2 separate regions of the Pan troglodytes genome follow, and region 1 is linked to region 2. The links are chromatin contacts, called in public Hi-C maps. All regions are on one chromosome and are shown on one strand. Each heading gives the region's core, a stretch centred on a gene start, on an enhancer-like site or on the middle of the called end of the contact. The rest is flanking DNA. Distances are from core to core; before and after follow the strand shown. Region 1 holds the start of PDGFC (platelet derived growth factor C). Region 2 has its middle 370 kb from the start of PDGFC.

Region 1 (5,806 bases), core at 904-3,403, 370 kb before region 2:
ATAAGGTGATTGTCAAATCAATCTGTAGAATATGGATGAGGTGAAACGCAGAGGTAGAGTATTATTCTAGATCATCTGTAACTTTTCAAATACAACTATCGCACTGAAATTCCAGGGAGAATGTAAGTGACTCCAATAAAGAAACCTGTCAGTCAGTCAAGAGTGTTTATTTATTATCCCCCTGTGCCAAGCAATATTCTAGCCAATATGAAATGATACAAAATAAAGAGTAGTCATCACCCTTCCAATCTCCTGAGAGCAAATGGATTACATTTGCAGACACACACACACACACACACACACACAAACACACCCCACCTCTATGTGGGTGGTCAGGAAACTCAACTATATGGACATATAACAACTTCATTTAGAAAAGTGCTGATTAGAAAACTAAACTTACAAAATTAGAAAAACTGGAGAATAACGAATTTTATGAAAAATAGATTACAATGGATTCATAAGGCATGCCCTTTATTTAAGTCCCATTATGTTGTTAAAATTGGGAATAACCCTTCACCCTCACAAATTTACAAAATATTTTTGGAACACATTATGCAAATATGGAGTCACACTGGTGTTGTGGAGCTGCTAACTCGAATAAAATACCATACTTGATAAAAAACCTTCTGTCCACTAAACTGTAAATCCCTTAAAGTCAAAGATCAGGCCTTAATTGCCTTTAGTGTATATTTAGTACTCTGTAGATAGAAGTGGTAAAGGGATAAGAATGAATGAATGAGACAGGCGGGTGAAATTTTCAAGAATGAGACAGATGGGTGAAGTTTTCAAAGGTTTCTAAAAGGGAAAAACAAGAAGACTAGGATATTCCAAGCAGAAAGGTCTGGTTGGTTGGCCCCAGTTGGTGTTCGCGTATAAGAAGAGGGCTTGGCATTTTCCTCACCACTGAAGAAGGATCAGCCCCTGGTTTGGTCCAGTAAGAATATGTTCTTGCCCAAATGCCACTCCTTAGTTTCAGGGACATTGCTATTTTGGTTTTCTGTTCCAGCCCAAGTGTTCTTGATGGTCGAATTGTTTGCATTGACTTTTTTTCCACAAGAAGTTGGGTGATATTGCTGATTTGCCTGCCATGGCACTTCCTTGTTTCCATTTTGATTATTACTCAAAAATAGCTTCATTTTAAAATTCAACTTTTCTGACTCTCTGCTTGTGCCTTTAACACATTGACAATGATTTTCTGCTTCTCCCCAAAGAAAGCACGTTGGATCCTGTCACAGACATATTTAGCAGACATGGAACCACCATAAGCCCTGCTTGGCATGTGTGTTTCATTTCAGACTACCTCATGAGAACTTTAGGTCTTAAAGCATCGGCCTCTCTCTCCAAGTCAGCCTGAACACAAGCCACATACAGATTTCAGTTCTTTCTTGACCTTTTTGGTGTAAATGTAAACAATTCTATCACCAGGGGTTCAGGGCAGCCTAGTTTTGTTAGAGGCTGTATTGTAGGAAAGTCCAAGGTTGCAGGATCATTCTGAGTCCCTTAGACATCATTCTCAGAAGAGCTTGCTATTAGCTTAATGCTGCCCAACTACTACGTATGCTTCACGAGGGCAGGGACTTTTGTCTGTTTTCACTGCTGCGGCTCCAACCTCTAAACAGTGCCCGACATAGTAGGCATTCAGTAAATATAGTACTTGTTAAATGAATGTTATTTTGGCTGCCTTTACTTTTGCTTTATCTGTCCTGCTTTAGGGAGCTGGAAATTGGAGGAAAGCCTTTGAATTCATTTCCCTTCTTCCTTCTGTTCTGAAACTCTGGCCAAGGGTCCCAGCAAAGACCTTAGGGAGTGGGGAGCCCTCCTGGAAACTAATGACAAGTCAGGCGACAGGGGGCGGGAGAAGGAGAGCTGCAGGAAGTTCTTTCCCACTTCTTGCTTCTGCAGCACCCTTCACCACCCATCGTGCTCTGTATTTGGGGTTAGAGGTGTTCCGTGGAAGGGAAAGCAGGGGCCGCCTTGGCCGCGTTCCTCTCCTGGGCCACCGGGGTCTTGCCCACAGCGAGTCCCGCAGCACCCCCTGTCTGCGCAGCACCTGTTGACAGCCAGTGGGCGGCCAAGCCCGCTCGCGCGGACGCGTCCCAGGGCTGCCCCTCCCAGAGGCGCTGACCCCCGCCCGCCCCATCGGCCGCCTGCGGGAGAGCCGCTGAGCCGCCCCCGCTCGCCAGGCGCGCGCTCCGCCCGGGCTCGGCCCACGGCCCCCACCTCCTGTCTGCCGCCCGGCGGGGGGAAGGTAGAAAAGGGGAGGGGACAAGCCGGATCCTCCCGGCCGCCCCGGCCTTCCCTCTTCACCCCGTGCGGAGACGCCGCGCGTAGCCCCGAGGTTAGCGCGGAGCCCGAGGCGTGGGGGGAGGGGACGGGGAACAACCGGAGCCCCGCGGTGACCCCGGGCGGCCGAATTGCCCCAGGCTTTGAGGAGCGGGGGACGAGCCCGAACAAGGTGAACTTTGGTCGCGGAAAACTCAAGCCAGGTGCCGGAATCCGTGCTGCGGCGCTCCGAACCCGGGGCCAACTGCGCTCCGGGCTGAGGAGCGGGAGCCCCGCGGCCTCTCTCCGCCTGCGCCCGGGCCGCCGTCGGCCCGGAGCCCCCCGGCCCCGCTCCGGCGCCCCGGCCCGTGGGACACGCCGCGGCGCCCTCGCCTTGTTTCTTCCCCCTCCCCCTTCGGGGGTGGGGGGTGGGGCGGGGGAGAGGGGCGCCCGGAGAGCCGCATCTATTGGCAGCTTTGTTATTGATCAGAAACTGCTCGCCGCCGACTTGGCTTCCAGTCTGGCTGCGGGCAACCCTTGAGTTTTCGCCTCTGTCCTGTCCCCCGAACTGACAGGTGCTCCCAGCAACTTGCTGGGGACTTCTCGCCGCTCCCCCGCGTCCCCACCCCCTCATTCCTCCCTCGCCTTCACCCCCACCCCCACCACTTCGCCACAGCTCAGGATTTGTTTAAACCTTGGGAAACTGGTTCAGGTCCAGGTTTTGCTTTGATCCTTTTCAAAAACTGGAGACACAGAAGAGGGCTCTAGGAAAAAGTTTTGGATGGGATTATGTGGAAACTACCCTGCGATTCTCTGCTGCCAGAGCAGGCTCGGCGCTTCCACCCCAGTGCAGCCTTCCCCTGGCGGTGGTGAAAGAGACTCGGGAGTCGCTGCTTCCAAAGTGCCCGCCGTGAGTGAGCTCTCACCCCAGTCAGCCAAATGAGCCTCTTCGGGCTTCTCCTGCTGACATCTGCCCTGGCCGGCCAGAGACAGGGGACTCAGGCGGAATCCAACCTGAGTAGTAAATTCCAGTTTTCCAGCAACAAGGAACAGAACGGTGAGTCTTTCCCCCATTCTCCCCCTGCTTGTTTCTCGCTGTGTGTGTTAACGTTGGCATTGTGCGTTGGTATGTGATGTATACCAGACTGTGAAGGTATCGTTGGTCTCTCTTTACATGCAAATGTGCGCTGCGTTCATTGGCATGGACTGTTAAAGGTTAAGTGTAGTTTGCAACTTCGGGAGCTGCCACAAAGCTCCAAGAGGGCAACGTGAGTGCCATTGCAGAGTGAGGACATTCTGGGAGCGATTGTGAACGTCATTTCAAATGCACATTGCAGGTTCGCTCATTGCCAAAGTTAGAAGTTCAAGAACTGCCTCTAAAAACGAATCCAAAATGAATGAGCCTTGGCATGTTTGACTTTACTCAGATTTGGGGAGGGCGAGGGGGGTCGGTCAGGGAATGTATCAGCCGCATTAATTGAAGCATTCTAGGTCGAAGTCATCAATTAATCAATGAGTAGATAGGAAATATAGAGGTCAAGAGGCTGTGTGGTCGTTTTTAGAGGAATTAAAAAGTGTATTTCTCTTGCTCCCTAGTTTTTTGTTTTTTAAACTTGCCTTTGTACTCTGAAGTCCTTACCTTTCTGGTGGTGTGTTTTTGTATGTGTTGGTGAATGACTGCTATTTTGTGTGTGCTGGAAACGACTTAATCCTGCATAGGAAATGAGAATTACTTTCAGCTTTCAAGTGTACCTGAAATGTTTAGAAAACTCTCAGATGCAAGTTCCCTTGGGCTGGGATTGCACAGAGCTGGAGAAAGGCTCCTTTCATAAAGCCAGGGCAGCTTCAGGGTGTGTAATTTGCTTAGCCTCTGAACCCATATGATTTACATCATTCAATTTCTAAACTCTTTTTCTCTTCATCTAACATTATGAAGTCATTTTTGAGAATACTTTGTAAATAGAAATTTTATACTGCACATGAAACCACAATGTTCATGTAGGCTGTCTAAAATTGGAATATTTAACGCCCTGTTTACAAGTGGTGGCTCTTACTGTAATTTGAAAAGGAATATACATGTTTTTACTGCTTTGTATATCATCTATTCAGAATGCAAGGATTCTGTCACTTGATTAACCATGCAAAATGAACACAAGTGGCATACCTACAAAATTAAGATAGGATGTGCTATAGTTTTAAGTCAGAGTGATTTTTTCTCCTTTTCATATTGGGGTGTTTCAAGACTTCAACTTTGAATTTAAACTCTATGAAGTGTTCATGTTTAAGAAAGCACAGAAAGTTTTAGGGTATAAAAGTAGATAAAATAAGGATTCTGCTGACTTTTGCAAACGTTATTTGTATTTGCTGTTGCGCAGCAAGACATAGTATCACATTTATCAGCTAATATTAGTGTGGTGCTTCTTACAACTTGCTAATGTGATGCCACATGGCACCTGCAGACTCCTTGAGCTGCTGATCAAAGGGCAGCCTAGGGATGTATCTCTAATCACAGTAGCTGCAGAGGTCTGGGGGAAAGTGATCAAAGGAGCCACAGCACCAGCTGTACCCGTGCAGGAAACACATCAGACCAACCTTTGTTCTTTCTCATGTAAAATAAATGTCCAGTTCAAAATATTGCTTCTTACTAGCCAAGCTCCTCCATAATGACAACAATGCACAATATTCCTGGCTTCCTGGCTTCTGTTTTTTATTGTTCCTGTCCCATATCATTTCTCCTATTGCCTTGTCTTATCAAGCCTCTCTTGGCATCTGCCCGAATCTCTTTGCTGACCTGTGCTTCTCTTTGTCCTTTCCTTTTAGTTCTCTCTTGTGATCCCCATGCTATCATCACTTTGTAAGGGTCCCAGAGCTGTCATGCAGCATGTGGTCATAGGCCACTTTACCCAAGTAGATTCACACCTCCAGGAGAGATGAGTTCATTAAGCCAGGCCACACACATTCTGTTGCCATCTGAGGCTGGGCCATTTCCATTCCTAAGATGCATGATGCTAAAAATTGCTGCTTGTTTCCTAATCTGTGGGTAGAGGATTAGGCTATGTTTGGGGGTTGGTCTATGTTAAGAATGGCAGCAGGAAGTAACTAGAAGTAGAGGAACTACTTGTAGTTTTTAGCCCAAGGAGAAGTGGCACTGGCCAGCACTAGGGGGCAATATAGAGCTATTTTCTTGCACATGCTCAGGTTGATTTTTATACGTCAATGTTTCAAGATTTGAGGGTAACAGGTGGGTGCTGAAGAAGATTCCCCTGGAATGTAACCAGATTTGTTAGAGCTACTACCATTACCGTTACTACTACTACTTCTACTTCTTCTTCTTTTTGTCTTTCAAATTTTCCATTATGTGGGTAATCTTTTGCCCACATACTGAATTATGATTGAATTTTGATTGCCCTGTTGCTGTCTCAATTTTGACAGTTGTACAGTCCTGTAAATATGAACCCTCCTTGAGGATACCACATAGAAGATCCCATTGGCCCAGTTTGTGCATTGCATCGTTTTGTGAAAGGTCTTCTCTAACTCTGAA
Region 2 (5,685 bases), core at 628-3,127:
AGATAAAATTATTTGTTGGTGAAATATCTTTGCATAGTTAAATGCAGATAATTAAATGATTAAATTAGGCTGTATTTGGTAGCTGAAGAATAGATTTATTATATAATATCAGCTGGCATTTGAACAACCCTGTGTTATGTGAACCAACTTCAACACATGGCAATGAGGTGAGGGAATCCTACCCACTGTTTTGGCATATCAACTTGCCCTGTATACTTCTCCCATCACAGGGTACATCAGCTCTACTTCTAGAATGTTGATATCCTTCCTTCCTTCCTTCCTTCATTCCTTCCTTCCTTCCTTTCTTCTTTCCTTCTCTCTTTCTCTTTCTTGAATACTGCTTATGACCAAACTTCAAAGGATGTAGTTATTACATGTGTAACATTTGACAACATCTGTGTTTTCCAGTTGGGACAATCTATGAAATTGCTAATACCCCCTGATTCCTGGCTGGCATATTCAACTGCAAAATAGAAACAACCTTTCCTGCTTCATTTTGGTAGTTTCTTTTCTGGTCACAAGTTGAGACAGGAAGTGCTGGAGCCCATGGAAAATTGAGAAAAAATCTAGACAAAACAAACAATGATGCTTTTGAATTTTAGAAACTTTGCAAATATTTAGTTTATGTCAAGTTTTGGTTACTGAGAAGACTGTTCATATGGACCCAACTTTCTTAAAAATAAGACAAAAATTGGAAGCCATCAATATCTTTAACTTATATTTAATCTTAGATCAATTAAAATATCAATTATTGGTACATAATGTTCATATGAGGAATTTTGCTTGAAAATTCAAGATAGTAGTTTAAATGTGCACCAAATAGTTTGTAGAAATAACCAGTTTAAAATGTAAGAAGAAGTAATGATAATGGTACCTAAACATTTGGGTATTTATAACCTTTCTTGTTAAGTTCATCTGCTTCTTTTTTTGTTTTATTTGGTTTTGTTTTAATCTGGCATTACATTGTAGACATTCAGAAGAAAAAGATTAATATATTTCTTCCAGTTTCCCACTTCTGCCTAATAGTCTCAATTGAACTGATCTCTTGCTTTATTGTCAGAAGATGATTCTTGGTCCTTGTATTTATTATAAAAGCTCAACAGTAAAATGGAAAACCTTAGACATAATTGCAGAAGCTACCAGAAATATTAGTGGATATTCAGTTTCACATGTCACATTTATTTTCAACTTGGGTCATTTCTTAAATACAATGTGAATAACACAGATGAGTTTTCTATTCTCTTTAGGAATAAAAGTTTTCCCTTTGAAGCTTTACTATAGCTTGTCTGATCTGGAAAATTATCTGTCTATATCTAAGGCTAAGACATTGCCTAGTTCAAATTAGCTTTAAAACACTACACAAACCAGTATGACAGAGTGGCCTGAAGCAGAGGATAATTTTTCAGTTGAAAAATGGAACTAAGCAGCTTCCTAAGTGGAATCAGAGAGGGACAGAGAGGTCAAGGCAAGCACAAGTGCTCTTGAAACAAGGAGTGACCCTTTGAGGGTGGCTTGGGCACTTGTTGAGACTCCAGACACACTGCAATCAGAAAACCAACATTAGCCCAGACAGGATGTATGAGTCAAGGATATCTAAAGAAGATGGAAAACGTGGCATCCAGGCATTTGCAAATTTCCAATTGCCGGGCTCCACTTGCGGTCCGCGCTGCTGGTTGGAGCATACTGTAAAGGAAATATAAACAGTTTAAATTAAGTACCAGAGCTAAATCTCTCACATGACTTTCTGAAAAGATGAGGAATGAAATTATCAGCACAATTAGAAGTCTTGAGTCTGCTGGGTCAGGGGACAGGAGAGGAATTCTTGGCACAAAGGAACAGGAAGCACAGCAACTCGCCCATATATGGAGGAGGGGTGAGCCTTTCAAGCAAAATTACTATGACCTCAAAGCTTCTGCTACTCAGACAGCTGTATTGAATTCCGTTCAATGCCAAAGTAGTACCTTAAGCCAGTTTATCTGGTTTGGCTTTGAAGTGGCAATAAAAACCAGGAGCCTCCTGACCTGGGTCATTTCTAAAAAGAGTTGTTTTCTTTCAGCTTTTCCAATTTTAAGAGCAGTTACACTTAACAGGTGTGTGTGTGAAAGAGTGTGGTAAAGGGAACATTTGCTAACATGGAAAATGTGAAAGAAGTCTAGGAATCTTCCAAATGTATTGTAGATTTGGACTTTAAGCAATCACAATATGAACAGTGAATACAATGAAATAAAGCAAACATAATTTGCAATCAGATGCAATATACTAACATGTTTAGACAAACCTCGCTGATTTTATTCTTTAGTGACTTGTTGCATCCAAATGGACATCTTGGATTGGAAACTCCATTCACGTGGAAAGAGAGTAAACAGTGCATGCAAAGTCCCATTTTGCAAGCAGAAGTCTTTCAACGTTTTGGCAAGTAACTTTGCTATTTGGATGCATTCTACTCCAGCTAGTCCTTCTGGGAAACCTAAGGCATCATTCTTACCTACTGTTGAAAAGAAGGAAAGGCACCATTTCTGAGATGGTCCAAAATCGACTTTGCAAAGAGTTATTCAACAGTAGTAGTTTTTGGAAAATGTAATAGCCATCATTTGTCCTTGTAGGGAACAATGTTCCACTCCATATATTTTATAGGTTTTTTTTCAGCTCATTTTATTGCTGCTAAAAGTATACTGGCCAGTCCATTATGCATTATAGTGGGCAAAATAATAGGTGACATTAACATCAGGTTAGTTTCTAGGATTTTTTAAAATTAGCTTTATGAAAATATAACAAAGTAAGAGGTTAAATTAATTAGCTAAAATAAATTCTTTGTATTTAACTGAGAAATTCAATGTCTAAGGAGTTCCAGAGCATTCTTCCATATGGTCCACTTTACCTGGACAAGAATTGATCCTATGCAGATGCAAACCAGACTGTCCTATCACTAATCCCATTTCTTTAAGACCCTTTATAAAAATAATGTACGCTTGCTGCTTAAAGTCAAATTCCTTTAACTGAAGACGAGCTTGGATTGGGAGCATTTCCTGTGCCCTGCCAGTTGGTGGAGTATATTTTATTGGATAGCAGAACTCTGTAATGCATTTCAACTCACTTGATAAAGTCTATCCTGTTCTCTAAGAGAAGAGTCCACTGTTTTTAGTTATTTGCCTTCCTAATCATAAACAATGTAAAATTGGTTATAATTTATTGCTTTAAAGTTTGCATTACCCTCTTGAGCAATTGCTAATGTTCCCCTTTTTCCACTTCTTCCTCATCCTCATATTAATAGACAATATAAGCAACTTCCTCCAAAAATACTTTCAGGATTTCTTCTAATACATTTATTTCCCATAAAAATTACACCAAAAGCACGTTAAAATAATCAGCACAGCTGACTGATTTTCATTAGGCTGCTTCTAGATTATTTTAGGTTTTGACGATGAAAATCATTTACTCTCTTTGTGGCTTTAAGCACAGGTCTGCCTAATGACAGACAGATGCTGGGACTTGGATGCCGACTTTCTCTGTATATGCAGAGAATCTCTGCTGACCTAGAAATGAGGTAGTTGTTGCCTATATACTCTGTGGCAGACTCCTGGAGAAGTCATTCAATAGGAAACTTAAAAAAAGAAAAAAAAACCTTTACCCAGAAGATATTTACTACAATAAGATTCAAATTACCAAAGATTTTATCTTCTGGACTATTATTTTTTGAACCTCATTTTGATTCTGCCCCTCAATATCATTGAGCAGAGAGTTTTTTTTTTCCCATGTAAGTGCTAGATTTATTTTTGAAACAAATTAGAATTCATTGCAGAAGGGAGTACTGTGGGAGTTTGGAGTGTAGTATTTTGGCAAGAAGCACATGAGAAACTTTCACCCTGGGTATTTCTGGTCCCACTGGAGAGGAATACCAGGAATGCGGTGCCTCAATCTGTTCTCACAAGACTTGTGGCTTGAAATTCACACACCCACAAGGTTTAGATAAGAGTCTACCCTGAGCTTGGTCCTTGTGGATGCTTCTCTAAGGCTTAAGAAGCATTTCCACCTTTCGATGGGTCTCCATCCCCATCTGGGCTGATATCTGTGCAGTGCAATACTTGTTTTCTCATTAAGAAGAGGAAACAATGAGAGTGATGGAGGAAAAGTCAATGAAAAGCATGCCCTGCTTTGCGTTAAAAAAAATTTCTGGTAAAAATGTCAGTATACAACACATAAAAATTTCATTGACCTGATTCTACTCTTTCCTACTTTTGTTTCCACCCTACCAATAATCCTGTTTTGGAAGAAGGCTGCTTTACATAAACTCTAAATCTTATTTTCTTATGAGTGTTTTCTCGTGAGTCTTCTCACTCCTTTCTTTTGCTTCATTGATTTTGTAGAAAGGCTGCTTCAGAAATCAGCCACCTGCTCAGATTGCCTAGATGATAAAATTAAGCTCTCAACTGGTGTGAGCAGAAGTTTCAATAAAAAAATTCAATTCAGAATTCTACTCAAAGGTATATTGAGTTTAGACCATGGGATATGCTTTAGCTTCAGAACTAATTGCTTCTCAGGGAATCAATCATGTTAGGTTGATCAAATGTGACTGTAGGGGGACATGTATGTTTATTGACCAAGAGTTATATGGCAGGCACAATACTAGCTGCCAAAATAATGGGAATGCCTCACATTTATATTGTGATTACAGTGTACGGTCATGTTCTAAGCACATTGATCCTTACTACAAACCAGAGAAAATGTTGCTGTTGCTTTTTCTATTTTGTAGATGAGGAAACAGAGAGGGGTTAAAACATCTTTACCAGGACACACAGCTGTATGTAGCAGGACTGGGGTTTATACCTAGCATTTTGGCTCCAGAATTTATGCTCTTAATCACTCTACTGTGGTGTGTTTGTGTGTGTGTATGTGTGTTCGTGGGTGTGTATGTATTTTGCAAACAGTTTTATGAATCATTGTTTGAAAGAGGATATTTAATTTTGCCCCTGTTCAGTTATTTTCTGTTACCAACTGTATTACAGTCAATACAGACTGTTTTGGTGTGCAACACATTACATCAAATCTTACTGGTTTGAAAAAAATGAATATTTCTGATCCGATCATTTCTCTGAGTTAAGAATCAGAGCACACCTACCTAGCTGGGTTTTCTGCCTCAAAGTTTCTTATAGTGCTGCAGTTTAAGTGTTGGCAGGAGCTTCAGTCTTATCTGAAGACATAACTGGGAGAGGATCCTTCCAAACTCATTCTTGGTGGTTGTCAGGCTTCAGTTCCTCACAGGCTGTTGTTCTGAGGGCCTCAGTCTCTTGCTGGCTGCTGGCCAGGGTCCTCCTTCTGGTACTTGCCATGTGGGCTCCCCGTAGGCAGCTCACAACATGTCAGCTGGCATAAAGTATGATTTATTACAGCAGATATAAAATGTTTGTGTAGAATAAACCTGTTTTACTAAAATAGGTTAATTCTGTGGTGTTTATTCATTTGAACATAATTTGTATATTTTAAAGGCCCATGCAGTCATCTGTTTGGTAAAGGTGTTAGAAGGTAGTGTTTACTAGCAACATGCATGTTTTGAAAGTCTTTTCTTAGTCTTCAAGTAGCAGAGTCTACACTGTAGACCACACAACAGGTGTGAAATCAACCTTTGTTAACTAACTGAATTTCTCAATCAAAAATCAATTCCATTGTATTTTAGATTATAAGTGAGTT

The links. Hi-C and Micro-C count contacts between places; a contact is called where the count stands out from the background.
Region 1: a contact with region 2 is called in a Hi-C map of stem cell-derived neural progenitor cells, with 2.8 times the contacts expected there. The contact joins the promoter of PDGFC here to the enhancer-like site in region 2. A contact is called at or near these places in 1 of 7 Hi-C or Micro-C datasets (stem cell-derived neural progenitor cells) and 1 of 1 datasets of contacts at active chromatin or transcription factors (stem cell-derived excitatory neurons).

The regions. Positions count from the first base shown.
Region 1 is chr3:158,770,071-158,775,876 of NHGRI_mPanTro3-v2.0_pri, reverse strand. PDGFC (platelet derived growth factor C) reads left to right here and starts at 2,153. Exons shown (of 7, transcript XM_063809961.1): 1 at 2,153-2,341; 2 at 3,089-3,322. The coding sequence starts at 3,205.
Region 2 is chr3:158,396,578-158,402,262 of NHGRI_mPanTro3-v2.0_pri, reverse strand. No RefSeq gene overlaps it. Among named protein-coding and RNA genes, the nearest start is that of PDGFC, 370 kb to the left of the region's middle. Within about 2 kb of position 1,877, at least 2 of the 24 cell types and tissues checked have an H3K27ac peak or open chromatin away from gene starts, as enhancers often do. A contact at or near this core is called in stem cell-derived neural progenitor cells, where this site is marked.